Regions from separate parts of the Siniperca chuatsi genome. Here region 2 is linked to region 1. Evidence: chromatin contacts called from public Hi-C data. All regions are on one chromosome and are shown on one strand. Each heading gives the region's core, a stretch centred on a gene start, on an enhancer-like site or on the middle of the called end of the contact. The rest is flanking DNA. Distances are from core to core; before and after follow the strand shown. Region 1 holds the start of LOC122869815. Region 2 overlaps LOC122869821.

Region 1 (3,379 bases), core at 756-3,255:
TAAGATACATTTAATCTTGATTTTACTTGGAAAAAATAGTGTCACACTCCTTTGTCATGACAATGATTAAATAGCCACATATGTTCTTATAGGGCAATTATTAAACTAGCAAACACAGAAAAACATAAACAGAAGAATTGACACCACAGGATTTTATAATAATCTTACCTTCAACATTTAAATGTATCACACTTAAAATTGACCGTCCTGCTGTGTAAAATCCGCAGAAATACAGCCCAGAGTCAGAAAAATCCACTGTCTTAATTTTAAGAGAGACAGCGGAGGTGTTGGATCCCATTTCAAATTTTCCATTTTGAAATCCATCAAAGTAGACAGGACTGCTGGTAGAGCTGATCATAGTGGAAATGGAGCTGGCCTTGGTTCTGTTGACCACTCTGAACCATAATGCCAAAGAGTCAGATTCGGGCGTCTTAGAGCACAGCAGCGTGGCTTCTTCACCAGGCTGGACATTCACAGTCTGAGACTCAGAAGCTGAGACAGAGATCCAGCCTGAAACAAACAGCAGACGACAAGAGACTTTTTTCAAAGTAACATAAAGAGAAACAATACCTCATAATTAATGTAATGATAAGTAACTCATTTTAGTTCTGCTGGTTTAGAGAATTCAACAAAGTTTGCAAAGAAGTTGATGAGAGTTATTCAGTGGCAGTACTTACTGATGCTGCAGAGAATCAAAGCTGTTATCAAGGTGAAGTTCATCATTGTGTGTATGACTGAAGCTCTGCAAAGTCTGTAAGTCAACTGTGACCAGGAAGGTTGCTCTCAATGTTTTTTTCCGTTTTGTTTCTCTTCTTGCCCCTAAAACGGACCACACAAATGTAAAAGTTTATGTCAAGGAGTATTCATACTTCAGGTTATTTGATAAAATCTAATCTTGGTAATGTTCCAAAAGCAGTCCAAGGATATAGAAGAGATATATCAAAGCATTTAATAAAAGCATCAAGTCTCATCCAAACAAATCCTGTGAATGTCAGGATATTTCATGCTTAACCCTGTAGACCCCAGTGGAACTCGAGAATGTTGCTGCCGTTCACTGAGAACCCTCACTTAAATGAGGATTTTCCTACTCAACCCAAACAAACAGCTCTATCTCAAAAACGAAAAAGAAAATGACAGTCGCAAGTTGTGCTCATTTTGAAAAACACAACTTCCTCTTTAATCTATACCAAATATGTGGCCTGTGTAGCTGTTTAGACTACGAGATTGATTTAACACATAACACAAAAAAAACACCAGACAAAACAACAAATAGCACTAAAATTTATAAAGAGCAATTTCCTTTAAGTTCTCAATGTATCTTCCTCACAGACTTTTATAGCATATATAGCATATAACCACCCCCTATTTTTACTGAGGAGAAGGCCTACATGAAATGATTAGATAATTATGCCAAACAATCAAACCATTCAATGAGAAATGCATCTCAGTCCACCTAAAAGAAGAGAAAGTCACTTCAGCTCAACTTTATAATGAATATGTGATCCTCAACATTTCTCTCCGTTTGCTTTGTGAGTCAACATTCAGAGTCTGATGCTTCCCTGGATAACGGGAGGCTTTCAGAATTAAAGAGAAATGTCCCACGCAGCAATGTTAAGAACAAACAACAGACATGTGGTAGTAGGTAGCGTCTTTGGCAACTTATATAAGAACAAATCGCCGAATGTATATGTGGAAAAGTCGCCGCGACCCGGTCAGTCCTCCCTACCGACTCTTCGGACCACTGGGCCCCGGAAACAGCGTCCGTCTCCGGGAGGGAGAGCTGCGTAGGTCCCGCTGTTGACGGTGATTATGTGATGTGATTTTGAGCAACAAACTTGAACTCACAATGTCTGTGTCGCTTTTCTCCACAATGCACTGTGGGTTAGGATCTCTCTCACAGCACAATCATACGGCATCCATAAGATTAAAGAGACGGGGACGCTTAGTTTAGCTTTTCAGCCTACAAGTGGAAACTCGGTGGAAATCCGCAAAAAAATCAGAGCTCTCAACGTTATGATGTTTATTTCCGGTTTCGGTTATTGACGAATACTTAAAGTATCTACAATACAGAGCTCGGGGCTTTATTTCCGTGTTTTGATACACTGGGAATGATTTTAAAATGACATATAGAACGGGCGCTCCGTGGCCTGGAGGGTTTTAAAGAAAGTGTCTGGACTGACTGACTGAATAACAGCAAGCTGCACAAGTTGAGGTCATACTCATGTTAATGTTAAGACACAGCAAAGTGCTTCATGTCTAGTTGTACATCAGATACAGTTGGAAACAAGTGCTTCCAAACAGGCCCAGGGGGAAACAACATAAAGGTAACTGCAATCTTAAATCATCTGATGCATGAAACATGAATATTTTGTTAAAGCCGCTCCATCCTTTGATTTAAATGTCTTTTTGTCTACAGACAGTTGACTTGGATCATTTATTGTTTTTTTTCTCAGTATGGCATCCTCTAGTGTGGGTGTAGAATGTAAAGGTCGGTGTTGAAATTGTAATTAATACTGTACATATTCACAGCAGGCTAAGCACTGTTGCTGTTGCTTCCATGACATCCAGTGGCTCCCTGTATACAGTCTATGGTCTGTAGATTACAGGTTATTGAAATGGCACCATCGTATCTTAAAGAGCTGATAATACCTTGTTATCCGTCTAGAACACTGCGCTCCCAGGATGCAGGGTTACTTGTGGTTCTTAGAGTCTCCAAAAGTAGAATTGGAGCCGGAGCCTTCAGCTATCAAGCTCCTCTCCTGTGGAATCAGGTCCCAGTTTGGGTTCGAGAGGTAGACACCATCTCCACATTTAAGAGTAGGCTTAAGACTTTCCTCTTTGATAAAGCTTATAGTTAGGGCTGGCTCGGGTGAGACCTGAACCATCCCTTAGTTATGCTGCTATAGGCCTAGACTGCCTGGAGACTTCCCATGATGCACCTCTTTCCTCTCTCCTTCTCTCCCTCTCCATCTGTATGCATTATTATCCCATTACTGCATGTTACTAACTCGACATCTTCTCTCTCCCGCAGTTTTGTGCTTTCTCGTTTCTCTCCTCTCTCCTTCTGTCGCTTTCAGCAGGTATTTCTACCTCTGGAGCTGCAGAGTCTGGATCTGTGGTTGTGGGCCACCTGCTGTCCCTGTGTTCCTGCTTGACAACTGCTACTACAGCTTTTGTTATTGGCTCTGTTAGTAATACTGACATTATTTTTCCTATAGCTGTCATTCCTATTATTACAGATTTATTCATATTAACACTACAATTACTATTCTACTATTTAAAAAAAAAAAAAAAAATTCCAGGTGGTATTTGTATTGTGCCTTGAATTGCAGAACTATATGCTTTCATGAGGAGTGGAACTCATACAAACACAGCATAA
Region 2 (3,217 bases), core at 487-2,986, 88 kb after region 1:
GGTGGGCACTTCTTGGGCTCTATGTTGTAGTGATCACACCCAGCTTGTGCTGTAATGGATAGTGTGAGTCAAACAGCAAGTATTGATCCGTATGCGTTGGTTTCCTGTACACTTCTATCTGGAGCTTTCCATCCTCTCCTCTGAGTGTAGAACAATCAAGAAAGGCCAGGCGTTCAGCCTAAGGACAAGATGCCCACACAAAAACAGAGCAATGTAGTTTACTCTAACAGCAGAAACCCAGGGTTTCTGCTTAAGTAATACAGATTAGCTGAAATTTCTGAGATCTCAGACCATTTTTCACAATTGAGAATGACTTCCGGATGGGAGCCGAAACGTCTTGATTCTGAAAACAGTTTCCAGATGACTACGATTGAAACCTTTTCTATGATTGTCTGCATTAATTTTTTCCCACTCGCTAAAATGATCTGCCTAACCCTACCATCCAGTGAGTTTGTATTTCTAACAGTCCTGCTGTAAGACATTTTCGGAGCCCCTGAATGACTTTTGTGAGATGGCCATTCAGAAATGTGATACAGTATGTGGTGTGACGGTCCTCGATCAGGGCTACATTTTAAGTTGCCCTCTGAGTCTTTCTAGTTGCAGACTTAATTAGGTTGAGTTTCCACTTCTTTCTTGTTTTTGGATGGAAAATTCACATATATGAGTTTACCATAAATGATACAGTGATTGTCTAGTCATGAGTTGACGTGATTTGACTAGCTTGTCCACTATAGAACATATAAAAGTAAATCTTAAAAAAATGGATTCGATGATGTGCAAAAGCAACATAAATAAAATAGAGGACAGCACTCAAACAGTACCTGTCTGACGTTGCCTCATTTTGACAGTCATGACCTTAGTGAGAACAACAGTCACACCGCTCAGGATCACACTCATCAGGTTTATTATTTCACCAGGCTCTTCTACAAGAAAGATGATTAGATTAGACTCTCTGCTTTTCTTTTGAACAATAAAGAAATGGCTTATTTTGTGCATATTGTTGAGGAAACTACTTTACTTATTATCCTTTACTGGCTTGAGATCTGGCTGATAATAATATGGATAAATGACCTTATTCCATCAGCGGACTCAATAGAATTGTACATGGAGGAAATACATCGGGGCTGATTTCTGTTGGCCAGTGTGAACCAGATTATCTGAATGGGAGACCTGGAAAAGTTGGAGCAGTGTGACTTCCTCACCAGACTGGACCTCCACAGTCTGAGACTCAGAAACTGAGACAGAGATCCAGCCTGAAATAAACAGCAGATAGATTTAGTTTTCAGCTGATAATGCAACAAACAGATAACAATGCCCCTAAACAACTGTAGCAGCAACTAGATTCAGTTTTGCTTGTGGTTATGAAACTAAACACAAGTTAGCCATGCAGAGAAGTAAAGCTGTTATCATAGTTAAGCTCATCATTGTGGGTATGATCGTCGTACTGCAATGGAGCTTAAAATCACTGAAGGAGGTTTAAAGAGGAAGTGAGGTTTTTCTGTGTTTATCTTGTCAGTCACTGACCACACAATAAGCTACTATTCCACTCACACATAGTGTTCTATTTATGTGGCAGCACAAGCAGCGATATGCCAGTTTGGCTGAACCTGAGATCTACTTTGCCTGCCTGTTTGGTATTTTAGTACTCACTGCAGCTCACATGGTGTAAACATAGAAGAATAGACATGGACAGACAAGGGTTGCATTCACATGATGCAGTGCGGAGTCGAGATGTACAGTAGGTATCTTGGTTGAAAATTGAGCCTAAGACTGAGAATAGACAACTGAAAACCATTCATATACACATTCACTATGTCAGACAATTATAAACTTAATAAAAGTCAGTATCCAGTCAAATAGAGAAAAAAATGTCTTGCGGAAACATTTTCTACATTAGTGAATGTTTTATTCTAAACATATAATGTGTACGTCACTTTCTCCTCCCTCCCTGTAGACTCTCTCTAATGTAGAGGCCCATCACTTCGTCAATGTTACAGAGGAAATTAAGCCAGTATTCTCCACTTCATATCAGGTTTTATTTAACAAGGATTTGACTTTGTTCTCACAGAGCTTTGATCTAACAGGCCTCAGTCTTCAGCTCAGTTGTGCTCACACCACACTGTGCTTTCTCTTCCCGCCAAACAAGTGATGTGTACGTCGCTCACTCCTCCCTGCTTTCACACTCTCCCTATAAGGACATTTGACAGTCATCAGTGTCCTTTGCTGGCTCCTCCTCCATCAAACCACAAATGGGTTTTTGTTTTTCTTATCTTTAGATCACGATCAACGACAAACAAATATAAATAAGACAGAGACTGAGAGCAGGAGAGAAAGAACCATGTGAGAATCAAAACTAGTACTACCACTAGCAATACAATAATATATTTACCTTAATATTGAATCTTTTTCACAAAATTAGACTTTAGACAGATTGACCTAAATTCCTCCCATCTGATACCTTACTATACTGGATATTTGCTGGAGCAAGAATGAACTGCTGCTGTATGCACCTGTTGATGTAAAGAGGAGGACCCACCTCTTCTGCAGTGAAAGTAATGGTATCAATTGTAGAGATCCTTTAAGGTAAAGTCTAATGCAGGCTAGACAACATTTGCCATAGTTTGCCTGTTCCAAATGTTATAGATCTGAGACAAAAACTCTCACGTTGGCATCGAATTCAGTCGTGACTCCATAACAACATAAACAATGTACAACACGGCTTCTACGAAGGTGAAAATGGAAAATGTTTTTTTTTAATTGACATTTTTTTCCAATCTGTATAAATAAAGAGTCTGATATTATTTAGTCTAACTCAAGTAGGCCAGTTTTCACTGTTTCTTTTTTTTACTTTGCTACAAAGCTTTGTCTTTAAAGGCCTCGTGACTTTCATGTCAGTTGTGCTCAGACCGCACTGTGCTGCCTCTTCCTGTGAAGTGATGTGTATCTCACTCACGCCTCCCTCCCCCTGACTGTCAAACTTACTCACAGGACGAGTCAAATGGTCTGCCATCAGTGCCCTTTGTGGCTCCTCCTCATGAAACATCAAATATGTCCTTGTTCCTCTTAGACAAACAAAGAAAATGCAAACTGACCATGAATATAGGAACTTTATTAAAATGTCCTTCTGCTGAGTTGCAGCAGTTTAATATGATAAATCATCAGTCACACTCAGAGTTGCAGTTCCAGTTTCTTCCTGCTGGCAGCATAAATAACATGA

What was found. Hi-C and Micro-C count contacts between places; a contact is called where the count stands out from the background.
Region 2: a contact with region 1 is called in a Hi-C map of skeletal muscle, with 1.7 times the contacts expected there. The contact joins the enhancer-like site here to the promoter of LOC122869815 in region 1. A contact is called at or near these places in 2 of 3 Hi-C or Micro-C datasets (skeletal muscle and an unstated tissue).

The regions. Positions count from the first base shown.
Region 1 is chrLG22:6,261,094-6,264,472 of ASM2008510v1, forward strand. It overlaps LOC122869815, which reads right to left and starts at 2,006. Exons shown (of 7, transcript XM_044183143.1): 1 at 1,846-2,006; 2 at 678-819; 3 at 169-510. The coding sequence starts at 723.
Region 2 is chrLG22:6,348,890-6,352,106 of ASM2008510v1, forward strand. All of the region lies in intron 4 of LOC122869821, which reads right to left. Among protein-coding and RNA genes, the nearest start is that of LOC122869821, 5.0 kb to the right of the region's middle. Within about 2 kb of position 1,737, the one cell type or tissue checked has an H3K27ac peak away from gene starts, as active enhancers do.